4 separate regions of the Mus musculus genome follow, and all the other regions are linked to region 2. A link is a contact called in public Hi-C data. All regions are on one chromosome and are shown on one strand. Each heading gives the region's core, a stretch centred on a gene start, on an enhancer-like site or on the middle of the called end of the contact. The rest is flanking DNA. Distances are from core to core; before and after follow the strand shown.

Region 1 (2,700 bases), core at 99-2,598, 520 kb before region 2:
CTGAAATAAATCTTTAAGATCTCTAAATCTTTGTATAAATTTGAGTCTAAACATTTTTATCCACAATATAAATTTTTCCAGGCACTGACTCAAGACCTGGGAGTTTAGCCTTTCATTTCTCCCCCTTTCCATACCAAATCCTGTTTGTTATTCCCTCTCTCCCACTCTTGTGGCTTCACTGTAAGACCTAATTGCCTCAGTTAGTCTATGGTAAAAGACTCCTTACCCATCATCCCCTGGACTCCAACCTTTAGGAATTAAAGGTCACTTGATACCTTTCCCCAAAGCAACCTCTTTGTTTCACTGTTTGGCACCTATTGCTTCTCCGTCTAAACTTTTAATGGCTCTCCTGTTGACTCAGTAAGGTGGCAGAAATTCATCCAAGTGGTCAAGGACTTGGATGTTTGGTTCCAAATTATATCCTTGGCCTCTGTTGTGTGTTCTGACCACACAGCGCATTTGCGCTCCTTACCTCTCAGCCCCACTTCTGCTTCCTTGTCCTTGGCTTAGACCATTCTCTCTGCCTGCACTGCCACTTCCTCCGATCTCTCCTGGAGGAAAGTCCTTCCTTGTTCTCCAAAGCCCAGCTCACAAATCCCCATTCACTTTCCTGAAGTCTTTTCTAACACTTTGATCAGTCCCCCTGTCTCTGAATGCTTGGTAAAGCCTCCTCTTTGTGCCATCCCATGGACTTTGCTGGGGCAGAGAGGTCTGAAAGGCTGTTAGTGCTTCGCTGAGTGGGATTCCCAAGAGGGCACCCCACCCTCATGTTTTTCACCATCAGTGTGTTGCATGGTTGAATGACTGAAGAAAAGAATAAATGTGTGTGTTGCAGAGACCAGGGTTGTGGTACACACCTGCAATCCAAGGCCCAGGAAAGCTGAGGTAAGGATATGGTGAATTTAGCTCAGCCTAGGGTAGCTAGGAGATGCTGTTTTCAAAAGAAAATCAACACAATAAAATAAGCCAATGTTGTTGCCTTCTCTTCTAGTCTTTAAGAAATTGTAGGACGGACAGCACAAAGTGTAGAATCACTTGTCTAATCTGAGGGCAGCCACTAGTTCTAGAAATGGAGATTTTTGGGGGGAAGGAGATCTTGGGGCCTTTGAGAGAAGGTCAGTTTTAAGGACCATTTATGTGTTAGAGACTTATCTGTATAAATGGATCCTCCTTCATCCCTGGAATGTCTATGCTAGACAGGGTCAGAGGGAAGGGCTTGTCATCATAAATAATGGATTTTAGCACATTTACCAAAGATTGCAAAACTCTGAAAACATGAAGCTCCCAGCTGGCAAGTATGTGGTGTGAGTGGCCCTGGAGCTGTCTGAGCAAGCTAATCATTGGTATGTGTTTGCTCTGGCAACCTGGCAACAGGTCATGAGCCATTTCTGAGTTCATAGACTGAAGGCTAAATGACAACTTAAGAAAGAAATGAATTGAAATGGGACAATGGCTTCTCAATCCTGGTCAGTTAGTATGCATCGCAAGAAGGTCAGTTTGGGAATAAAAGGTAATTTGTGTTTGCTCAAATTATTCTTTTAGGCAGAAGCTCTGGACAAATATAAGCCATCACATTTTCAACAGAACAGGTACACATCTCTACAAGGAAGGCCAATAGTTTTGTTGTCTTGGTTTGCCACCGTACCTTGACTAAATGAGCAAAAACAGACTGGAAAAAGCTCTTCCAAGTTTGTCAGTCAGTCCCCAACTTTTCCCTTAATGTTCAGTGTTTATATGGAAACCTTGTCACTAATTACCTATCTTGTCTCCTAGTCTCAATACTGAGCTACCGTTGGCCTTTTAATTTGTAATAATAGATGAAGAGCGATGTTTTCCCAGTCCATGGGATTATAATGAAGATTAAATAATAGATGTGCCGACACATAATTAAATGGTGCGTTGTGGGCTGGGGAGATAGTTCAATAACAGAACATGGTCTAGCATGGCTGAGGCCTTCTGCCTGTTGGTCCAGCACTGTCCAAAAACAAAACCACAGCAACCTCATCCTGCTTGGAGTGTACTGAAATGTCCCCTGCAGAGTCCTTTGCCAAGCCTGACATGTACTGAAATGTCCCCTGCAGAGTCCTTTGCCAAGCCTGAGGTCTGGAGGCACTTTTGTTGAGGGGTTCTGGAAATTGTAGGAGGTTGGCCTTAGGTGGAAAAACTAGGTAATCAGAGACAGACCCTGGGTGCTATCTTGTCCTTGGTTTGTTCTTATTCACTCTCCCTCCCTCCGTCCCTCCCTCCCTCCCTCCCTCCCTCCCTCCCTCCCTCCCTCCCTCCCTCCTTCCTTCCCTCCTCCCCCTCTCTATTCCTTTGTGCCTTCCCCCTCCCCTCTCTGTCTGAAGAAGGAGGTACTAGCTCTCTTCTTCCACTGCCATGATGTTCTCCCACCAAGTACATGGACCAAGAGACTATCCTGACTGTACCCTCTGCAATTATGAGCAGATCTTTCCTTTACAAAAGTTGTTCATATCAGATATTTGTCACAGTTCCACGACGAAGAGAATGAATACAGACGAGCAAAACATCACATGCGTTTGTAGCTTCTAACACCGTGGCACAGTGGTGTGCTGTGCTGCATGTATCGATGCAGTTACTCAGCTAAACCATTGGCTACTTTCTGGCTTGTATTTAATTCTTTATGTTCTGTCCTTCAGTTCAGTGGGCCCATGCTGTTCCATAGCTATTTGGCTTCCA
Region 2 (2,700 bases), core at 13-2,512:
GCATCCACTTCCTTTATGTATGTGAATTATGTTTCTGGGGCTCTCAGCATGAGAGTGGTACAGAATTCTTGATAGGCTGAAGAGAGGGGCCACAGATTTTATAAGTGCCTTGTGCTTTTCCTCTCAGAACCTGCTTTTCACATTTCATTTCTTTCCCTGTCTTCCTCATCATTCTTTTTGTGGTCAGTCGGGTTGCCACCCAAACCCACAGTGACACCTGCTGGCTAATCAAATATGGCCCGACTTGCTGCAATCAAAGCAACCCAGGGAGTGTGTTAAACTAGCATTAACTACTACAAGATTCTTTCAAACTCAGGAAGGTGAGAAAAGCCTGAATGACTATGGTTAAGGGTTGTTTTGGAAAATCTTCCCGAGGCAGTAAACATGTAAAATGTAAAAACTGTGGGTTTCTTTCTTTTCTTTTCTTTCTTTCTTTTTTTTTCCCCCCTTTGAGAGTTTTAAGTACAACCTGGACCATGAACCAATTATTTAATTGTGAGATAGAAGTTATGCAAATAATTCATGGCAAGTCACTCTTTGTAATGTTTGCATCAGTCACATTTTTATTGCATATGGTAGCACGTAACCATCACGAAACAAAGTTCCCCAAAGAACAGAATACGCACATGGACGGTTCTTTTTTCTCTCTGACACAAAGGGTTAAGTTGTTAGACTAACACAGTCCTTCTTAGGATTCTTCACAACTTTCCCAACCTTTGAGGAAGTTTCTTTACTAAAAAATATTGATATTTGCTCAATTGTAGGGATTTTATACATGAGTAATTTTGGTGGGGTACCTTTTTGTGGATGTTTGCTTTATTTCAAGCAAATCCATTTCTGACTTGAAAGGACAAATTCTGTTTTGTTTTGTTTTGTTTTGTTTTAAAGACAACAGGGATTTTTTTTTTAATGTGGGGACATTTCTTAAAATATTGACATTTTTCATTCAAAGGTTAAACTCGAGGAAAAGCTTCTCCATACACGGGCTCATAGTTGAAACAAGAGGTTGTCCCCAAAGGCTTGTAGCAGCCGATGTGTACTGGACAGAATTCTTGGCCCTCTTCATCCTCGCTGTGTGTTCTCAAAGCCAGAACTTCATTTAAGCATGACCTTAGAAGATGAGTGATCCTCTCAGCATTTCCTGGTATTTGGGGAAAGGAATGTTTTTATTTGACTGCAGATGTCACTGGGTTTACAGGAAGGATTTGGTAACACATTCATGCCAATACTGCACTTACCCCGGATTTTTGCTCTGTAGGAAGAACACATGTCAAGGCTCACTGTTTGTTAAATGGGGAGGTTCAGTACACCAGAAGCGTCTATTATAAACATTGTGACTCCGTGCAATTTACAAAATGTTCTATCTCCATTAAACAATAAACCCTTGACCCCAGAGCTCAGTTTGGGGATTCTGTGATTCGAGAAGGTACACATAATGGATGGCGATAATAAATGAAGAGGTCAGAAGGTTAAGAAAAACTGTTTAATTATTTCTCTCTCTCGAGTGTGTGGGCTGCAGATGAAGGTGTGTTTCGTCTGCGGTCCTCCTGGAGAAACCCTGTACGGACGGGACCCACCCAGGCAGGCCAGGCCAGGCAGGGCAGGAAAGCAGGTTGCTGGCCCTCAGCTGTGTTTGTGAACTCGTCGTCTCTAGATACCCTTCCATCTCTGAAGCTTTGCAGCTTCTGCCAGGAGTCCCAGTGCCAGGCCCTGGGTTCATCATCTGTTTTCCGAAGAGTTTGGATTTGTTAGCATGAGAAATTCATTGCTCACAGTTGCTTCCCAGCTGTGGCACTGGTGAGTGCAGCCTTTTTGCCTTATTTATTTGTTGAAAACTATGTTCTGTCCTCTCTTGGAAGTTCTCTTATGTAACCAGTCCTGGATGCAAGCCCTCGGGCACTCAGTCTCAGGCCCTCAGCTTGCTTGTCAGTGAAAGACCTCCCCCTCGAGCAGACTCCTCACTTGAACTTCACAAGGTCAGGGTGTCCGCCTGAGGGCAGGACGTGGCAGTTCTCAAAAATCTTGCTGTTCTCCAATTCCTGCCGTGGAGAAATAGATGAAGTCTGTAGACTTGGGCTTTGGTTGGAGAACTGGGACTGGGATAGGGGGGGTTCTCAATGTAGCTTGAGAAGCAGGTGAAAGGACCTTCTAGAAGCTGTTCTGCCCAAAATTCCTTCAAGAGTCCAGTGTGTTCAAAGCAGGAGCCAGCAAGGAATGCTTTGTCGGTCTCCCTCCATCCAGGGTTTGAAGGTTAGAGGACACTTCTGTGGTTGCCAAATAAAGGCGAATCCTTTAGTGCTTCCTAGCTTTCAGCCAATCCCAAACACATTTACAGTAAATTGCTGCCTGTTTCGCTCCATCGAGACTTGTGGAAACCGGATCAGAAGCAGCTGGTCAGACAAACTTTGGCTTCTAAAGTCTAGCAGAAATGCATTGTGAAGAAAAGGAACCTGGCCTGGCTTTGATTGAGACACTTAAGGTTTCCACCCCACCTCCCCGATAATCTGGGAAAACAAAACAAAACAACAACAATGACAGCAATAGTAAACAAACCCAAAGCTAAAACTATAATGAAATAATGACAGCAATTTATTCACTTGTGGTCTTAAAGTGGAAGAAGGTACAGTTACCTTCACATTCCACAAGGGAAGAGAAAACTTACCTTTCCTGGATGTGTATGAGAACTGGGGATTTGAGTAA
Region 3 (2,700 bases), core at 184-2,683, 640 kb before region 2:
GTGAGATCTAGACCAGAGTGGAACATGCACCACGGCAGTGAGTTCAAGTAGAATTTTGGAGTGGCACCTGATGTTGTCACGAGTGTCAGGCTGTCTGAGAGTTCGTTCTGGAGGTAGGTGTACAGGTCAGGGGAAGAACAGGAGTTCCATTTCATTTGTCGGCAGATTTACAGGACCCCGCAAACCAGGAGCTGTCTGGTGCTTAGAGGCTGACCTTGTCTACCTGGTCCCTTGGGGAGAGGACCCCCAACTCCACAGACTAAAACCACTTTACATCTTCCTGATATTAGCAAACATTAGTGTGGGTCATTTTGATTCTTCACATAGCAGGGTCAAGGAAAAGCTAAAAGCAATTGCAACTTGCTAATGAGGACTATTTAATTACTTTGGTGTGTGTGTGTGTGTGTGTGTGTGGTTTAGATCAGAGGTACCTTCCCTGATTGTTTTCCACCTTATATATTAAAGCTGGGTCCCACATTGATCCTACAACCTGATGAGCCTGCTAGTCCAGCTAGCCAGTGTGACCCAGGGATCCTCTCTCCATCCCTAGAGCACTGGAGTAGATAGTAGGCTGCTATGCCTCCCTAGCATTCCCACGGATGCTGGGGATCCCAACTGTTTTTCGTATTTCCTGCCAACCAGTTTACCCAACGATCCATCTCTGCAGCCCTATGCTGGCATATTTTTCAGTAGCTAACCTATGCATGTTGAGATTGCCTACTTAAAAATATACTGGAGTAAGGAAGACTGAGACGAGTTCTCTGTCTAGACCCTCTGGGATGGCTAGAGGCTCACGAGGGGCCTGCATCCTCACAAGATGATAACTGAGGCCTTGTATTGCCCAGAGACTGAATGTGTGGCCCTTCAGCCTGCCAGACTCCTCTGTCAGCCCCTCCCCAGCTCCAGGCACTTTTATAATACCAGGTAAGAACTTGGGGACTCCTCAGGACCCCACTCTAACAGACACTGTCTTTTTACCAGAGAATATTTTTTTCAGACAAGGGTTTCTTCTCTCTGTCACCACCTAAGAGACTGGTGCAGATGGCCAGTAAGTTACCCAGACCCTACTGACCGGTGTGAATTAATCTGTAGGATGGCACTGAAGGACTCTCTAAAGGACAAAGAGGGAGGAAGCTTCAAGGAAGTTATTTGTAGTCACCTAACGTTGGGTTTGTTAGTTGAAAAGTGGTATATTCCTGGACAGATCATGCCACACCAGCACATTTCTCACTTTGGGAGGTCTTTCTTTAAAGAGGGGAAGTGAGAAAGAGAGAGAGGGGGGGGGAGGAGAGAGAGAGAGAGAGAGAGGAGGGCTATGGACTGGGGTTTGTGTCCTTTATCTGGGCCGTGATGTAGGTAACAAAGGTGATGCATGTGCAGGAGGTGTGTGCCAGTTGCTATGGCAACAGATGCATGAGGGTCCTTGTCGCCTAGGGATGATGTCATCGATAGATTCAGAGGCTGGCTGTAAACAGCTTCCGATGCTAACAGGGTTGAGGACAAGGAGGGGACAGAAAATAGAAATTGCCATATCATTCTCTTTAGAGTCTTGACCAAGGTAAGCCAGTAGGAAGGAAGATGTCTGGAAGCCTTCCGATGCCTCTCCTGTTAATAGAGATTCTGAAACTTGGGCAGTGGGTATGGGAAGAGGAGGAGGAGGAGGAGGAGGAGGAGGAGGAGGAGGAAGATGAGGAGGAGAGTTAGAGTGACCATAAAGGAAACATCTCTGCAGGTAGTTTTGAGCCGTCACCTATGTTGTGTTTGGCGACCTAGAACAACAACAGTGGATATTTCATCTCCTAACTCCACATCCAGGAGAGGTGTTAGAGGCAGTGTTGTACACAGCAGTCCAAAGCCAAGAATCAGAGAAAGGAGGACAAATGAAGAAAGAATTGGGCAGCATCCACCTCTGGGTCTTGGCACCCTGGCCTCCCCACAGTCACACAAGCCTTTCCCTAGGGCTCCAGCTGCTAACATCCCTCATAACTGGTCGTCCCACTTAAAATAATGAGTCTTGGAGTCCCTTGATGGATTCAATCATTTCTCATGGTGTGGTTCAGCTTTTAGGAAGAATAAATTGACATTTTAAGGCCTGCCTGGATTTATTGTAAACAGTCACTCCCCACTAAAAGTGGCCTGCCGTGTGACCCAGCGTGGTTTGGCCCAGAGTAGTTTGGCTAGGATGTTGGCTCCGTTATGGAGACACATTTGCCATTAAAATAACACAGCCACAAGGAAATACACCTCGTTGTTGGCCGAGTGCGTGTTTTCTTGGGAACTGGGAAGGCTTTCTCTCTGAGTCACCTTAGCTGTTCCTCTGAGTCATTCCAGTGGGGGAGAAGGAGGACAGGGCAGGGAGTGATGGGAAGGTTTGGCCTCCCAGCATGACTCAGCCCTTCCCTACTCTCCACCTAATGTATGACAGGTGCCCAGACCTCCTCAGCCTCAAAGATACCCCTAGAAAGCAGTCTTCTCATTGGCCAGGAGGGTGGAGACAGGTCTCCTTTGCTCAAGAGGTTTCTAGTATGTGTAGCATATGTTTCCCCACCCCGTCCCCAGCCCCCCAAGGCTAGTTTTCTAAGACTCCAGACCTGACTCTGTTTAAGGTTGGCTCTGGGTGGGAGTGACCTTTACTTGCAGCATCCATGGGCCTACTGCAGGCACAGAGAGACTGCCTGAACCCCCTGGCTTACTCATGAG
Region 4 (2,700 bases), core at 43-2,542, 590 kb before region 2:
TTATTTTTTATGTATTTTATATTTTTGTATTTATATTTTATTATATATATTATATTTATATATATTATATATAAAACATTTAAATATTTGAAATTTAACTTTGTTAGTTTGTTAAATTATTAAAATTAAATATTATATTTATAATTTAAATGTATATATTGCATTTATTTATTTATTTATTTATTTATTTATTTATTTATTTATTTATTTATTTATTTATTTAATAAACCTTATATGGAAACCTTGTTTCCACAAGAAAATGTGGACACTCCCATCCTTTCTCCCTCATGCTGTCTCTCACTGCCCTACCTGGCTGTGCTTATGATGTCACTGTGTACCAGACACCTTCTTCCTACTTCTGCATGAATGGGAAGCTCCTGTCCGTCTTACCACGGCATCTCCTTCTCACATTTTGCAGCACCGATCATGCCCCACTGACTCAAGCATTCCTGGGTCTTGCTCCTTCATTAGATGGTGAGCACTCTCAGGGCTGTGTGTCAAGACCTGACGGTAAGCGTATGACTTAACGTTTTAGCTTGAGTGTGGAATGTTCCCATGGGCTCCTGCTTCCAACTCCCCGTCTCTAGCATGAAGGGCTCCTTTGAAGGCTATGGAGTCTGGTGGAGGTGGGAGCCTGGCTGCGGGAAGTACCTCACTGGGTGGGAGTGGGCCTTTAAGGTTATACCTCCCTCAGGTTCTAGCCCACGGTCTTCACATTGCGGACTCTCTGCTGCTCGCTGTTGCCACCGTGAATTCTGCTACGCTTTTCTGCTGTGATGGACTGAAGCTGCCCTGACAGTGATCACAATAAATCTCTCCTCTCTCAAGTTATTTCTGCCAGGTATTTGGTTACAGCGATGAGAAAGGCAACCAAGGCACAGAGGAAATAAATAAGCTTTATTGTCTAACCCCTTTGCTTCAGAGACTGGCGAGCAGACATGACAGAAAGCTAACTAGAGCCTCAAACGCTTAGCCATTACGGAAGCCGGGTCTTCAATTAAGTTTCTCAGATGCCAGTGCTCTCTTGGCTGTCTCCCTGTAATATTCAGAAACTACGGAATAATTGCGATCCAAGGTTTGAAGACGGTGGTTTTCAAACAATTACAGTTAGTTCAAAAAGGCAACTCTAAAGGATTTTTTTTTTAAGTCTCTATGATTTCAGATTGCCTACGTTGTTGTGCTGTACTTCCCTGAAGCCGTTAAAAGAACTGTGACATAATGGTCTGCTCACTGTTGGAGGTCTGGGTCACCTAGTGATAGTGGGAGGCAGCTCCATCCCAGGAGGCAGCTTCACTCTCGCAAATCAGATGTTATCAATGTTATCGCTTAGACTGTTATTGTGGAGAAGTCAGGACATCTGCTGCAAGGACCCTCCTGGAAAAACATTCCCTTTCTCGAGCAGGGCCAGCAAAGCAGTGCACACAATTAAAGCAGGAGCTAATAAAACGTGGGGCAGAGAAAGAACAGAGGTGCTGAAATCCTGAGGGCCTGGCTGGAACCGGACTCTAGTCCATTGAAAGCTGAGGAGGACCATTTGTCTGTAAACCAGGCTAGCCTCGAAGGCCATCTGAGGCTTACCCTGTGTAGAGTGTCCAGCTAGGGTCTTGGTGCAGCAGGTCTCTAGCAACTGTTAGACTCCTTCCCTGCTTATGCATGTTGTCTGTTCTTGTCACTTTCCCAGTTCAGGTACTCCTGCAGAGCAAAGAACTTCATCCAAATGCTTGGGATGAGAGCCCGGTCAGCACACAGTAAATATTGAGTGATTAATGGTTGCAAAGAAGTCTTGTGATTACTGAGTAGCTGAATCTGTGCTTCAGAGAAACGAAATTTTCTTTGTCTGTGTTCTACTGGGACATAGACTGGGAGTGATTTCTCTGGCCTTGTAGAAAACCCCAAACATGTCCACACTGTGGAAAGAACTGCAGTCTGCTTTTGTTCCCATGAGGAGGATGGCAGATTTTTGTAAAAGGGATCATAGAACCATTTTCAATAGAATATGGGGTTTATCGTCTGTCTCTGTGCAGACCATTGACTGGGCTGATTTCTTTTTTAACATTTAAATTTTTAAAAATATCTTATTTTATGTGCATGAGTATTTTGCCTGCATGTATATCTGTACACTAAATGTGTGCCCGGTGCCCAAAGAGACCAGAAGGGGACACTGGATCTTCTGACACTGGAGTACTAGACAGCTGTAAGCTGGGAATTGAAGTTGCACCCTCTGGAAGACTAGCCAGTGCTCTTATGTATTGAGCATCTCTCCAGCCTTTATCCATTTTTTTGCTTTGTTTTAATGGGTTCGTTAATAAAATGCCTACTGGAGTCACACAAAGTCTACATCTAAGTACAGAGTTATCTCAGCTGAATAAGTATGAACGGGTAAAGACCCAAGTGACTATAAAGCACTCAAACCATTTTCTTGAGATGTGCAAAGTTTTCCCTGGGGAAAAGCTATTAATATGACTTTCTTGCTGACTGACAATTACATGCAGTATTCAGATGCAAATACATATTGCATCTGAATACATATTTTTTACATTGTTTATGCCCTATCTCTGTTCTGTCTTAGCTAGTCTATGATATTTCCTAAGAACGCAGGAGAGCCTTTATGTTAAATACTCCAAATGCAGTTGTTTACCAGTTGTGTGAGTCCAGAATCCCTTGGTTTTCAGCAGCTGAAAGTATATACCCTCCCAGTAT

Evidence for each region. A called contact is a pair of places that touch in the nucleus more often than the background predicts.
Region 1: a contact with region 2 is called in a Hi-C map of muscle stem cells, with 2.6 times the contacts expected there. The contact joins two enhancer-like sites. A contact is called at or near these places in 2 of 15 datasets of contacts at CTCF or cohesin (the NIH/3T3 cell line and stem cell-derived epiblast-like cells), 8 of 484 Hi-C or Micro-C datasets (Sertoli cells, embryonic stem cells, liver and 3 more) and 3 of 115 datasets of contacts at active chromatin or transcription factors (astrocytes, fibro-adipogenic progenitors and vascular smooth muscle cells).
Region 3: a Hi-C map of uterus shows a contact between it and region 2, with 4 times the contacts expected there. The contact joins the promoter of 4933425B07Rik here to the enhancer-like site in region 2. A contact is called at or near these places in 9 of 484 Hi-C or Micro-C datasets (cortical neurons, embryonic fibroblasts, muscle stem cells and 4 more), 4 of 115 datasets of contacts at active chromatin or transcription factors (embryonic fibroblasts, epiblast stem cells, fibro-adipogenic progenitors and 1 more) and 1 of 9 other capture datasets (embryonic stem cells).
Region 4: a contact with region 2 is called in a Hi-C map of uterus, with 9 times the contacts expected there. The contact joins two enhancer-like sites. A contact is called at or near these places in 1 of 39 promoter capture datasets (the SN4741 cell line), 7 of 484 Hi-C or Micro-C datasets (astrocytes, embryonic fibroblasts, epidermal suprabasal cells and 4 more), 2 of 115 datasets of contacts at active chromatin or transcription factors (cardiomyocytes and fibro-adipogenic progenitors) and 1 of 9 other capture datasets (embryonic stem cells).

The regions. Positions count from the first base shown.
Region 1 is chr14:46,510,914-46,513,613 of GRCm38.p6, reverse strand. No RefSeq gene overlaps it. Among named protein-coding and RNA genes, the nearest start is that of Gm34756, 31 kb to the right of the region's middle. Within about 2 kb of position 1,348, at least 24 of the 459 cell types and tissues checked have an H3K27ac peak or open chromatin away from gene starts, as enhancers often do. A contact at or near this core is called in muscle stem cells, where this site is marked.
Region 2 is chr14:45,991,378-45,994,077 of GRCm38.p6, reverse strand. No RefSeq gene overlaps it. Among named protein-coding and RNA genes, the nearest start is that of Gm34499, 230 kb to the left of the region's middle. Within about 2 kb of position 1,262, at least 18 of the 459 cell types and tissues checked have an H3K27ac peak or open chromatin away from gene starts, as enhancers often do. A contact at or near this core is called in fibro-adipogenic progenitors, muscle stem cells and uterus, where this site is marked.
Region 3 is chr14:46,636,156-46,638,855 of GRCm38.p6, reverse strand. 4933425B07Rik (RIKEN cDNA 4933425B07 gene) reads left to right here and starts at 1,433. Exons shown (of 5, transcript NR_046460.1): 1 at 1,433-1,558.
Region 4 is chr14:46,584,428-46,587,127 of GRCm38.p6, reverse strand. No RefSeq gene overlaps it. Among named protein-coding and RNA genes, the nearest start is that of Rubie, 9.9 kb to the right of the region's middle. Within about 2 kb of position 1,292, at least 8 of the 459 cell types and tissues checked have an H3K27ac peak or open chromatin away from gene starts, as enhancers often do. A contact at or near this core is called in uterus, where this site is marked.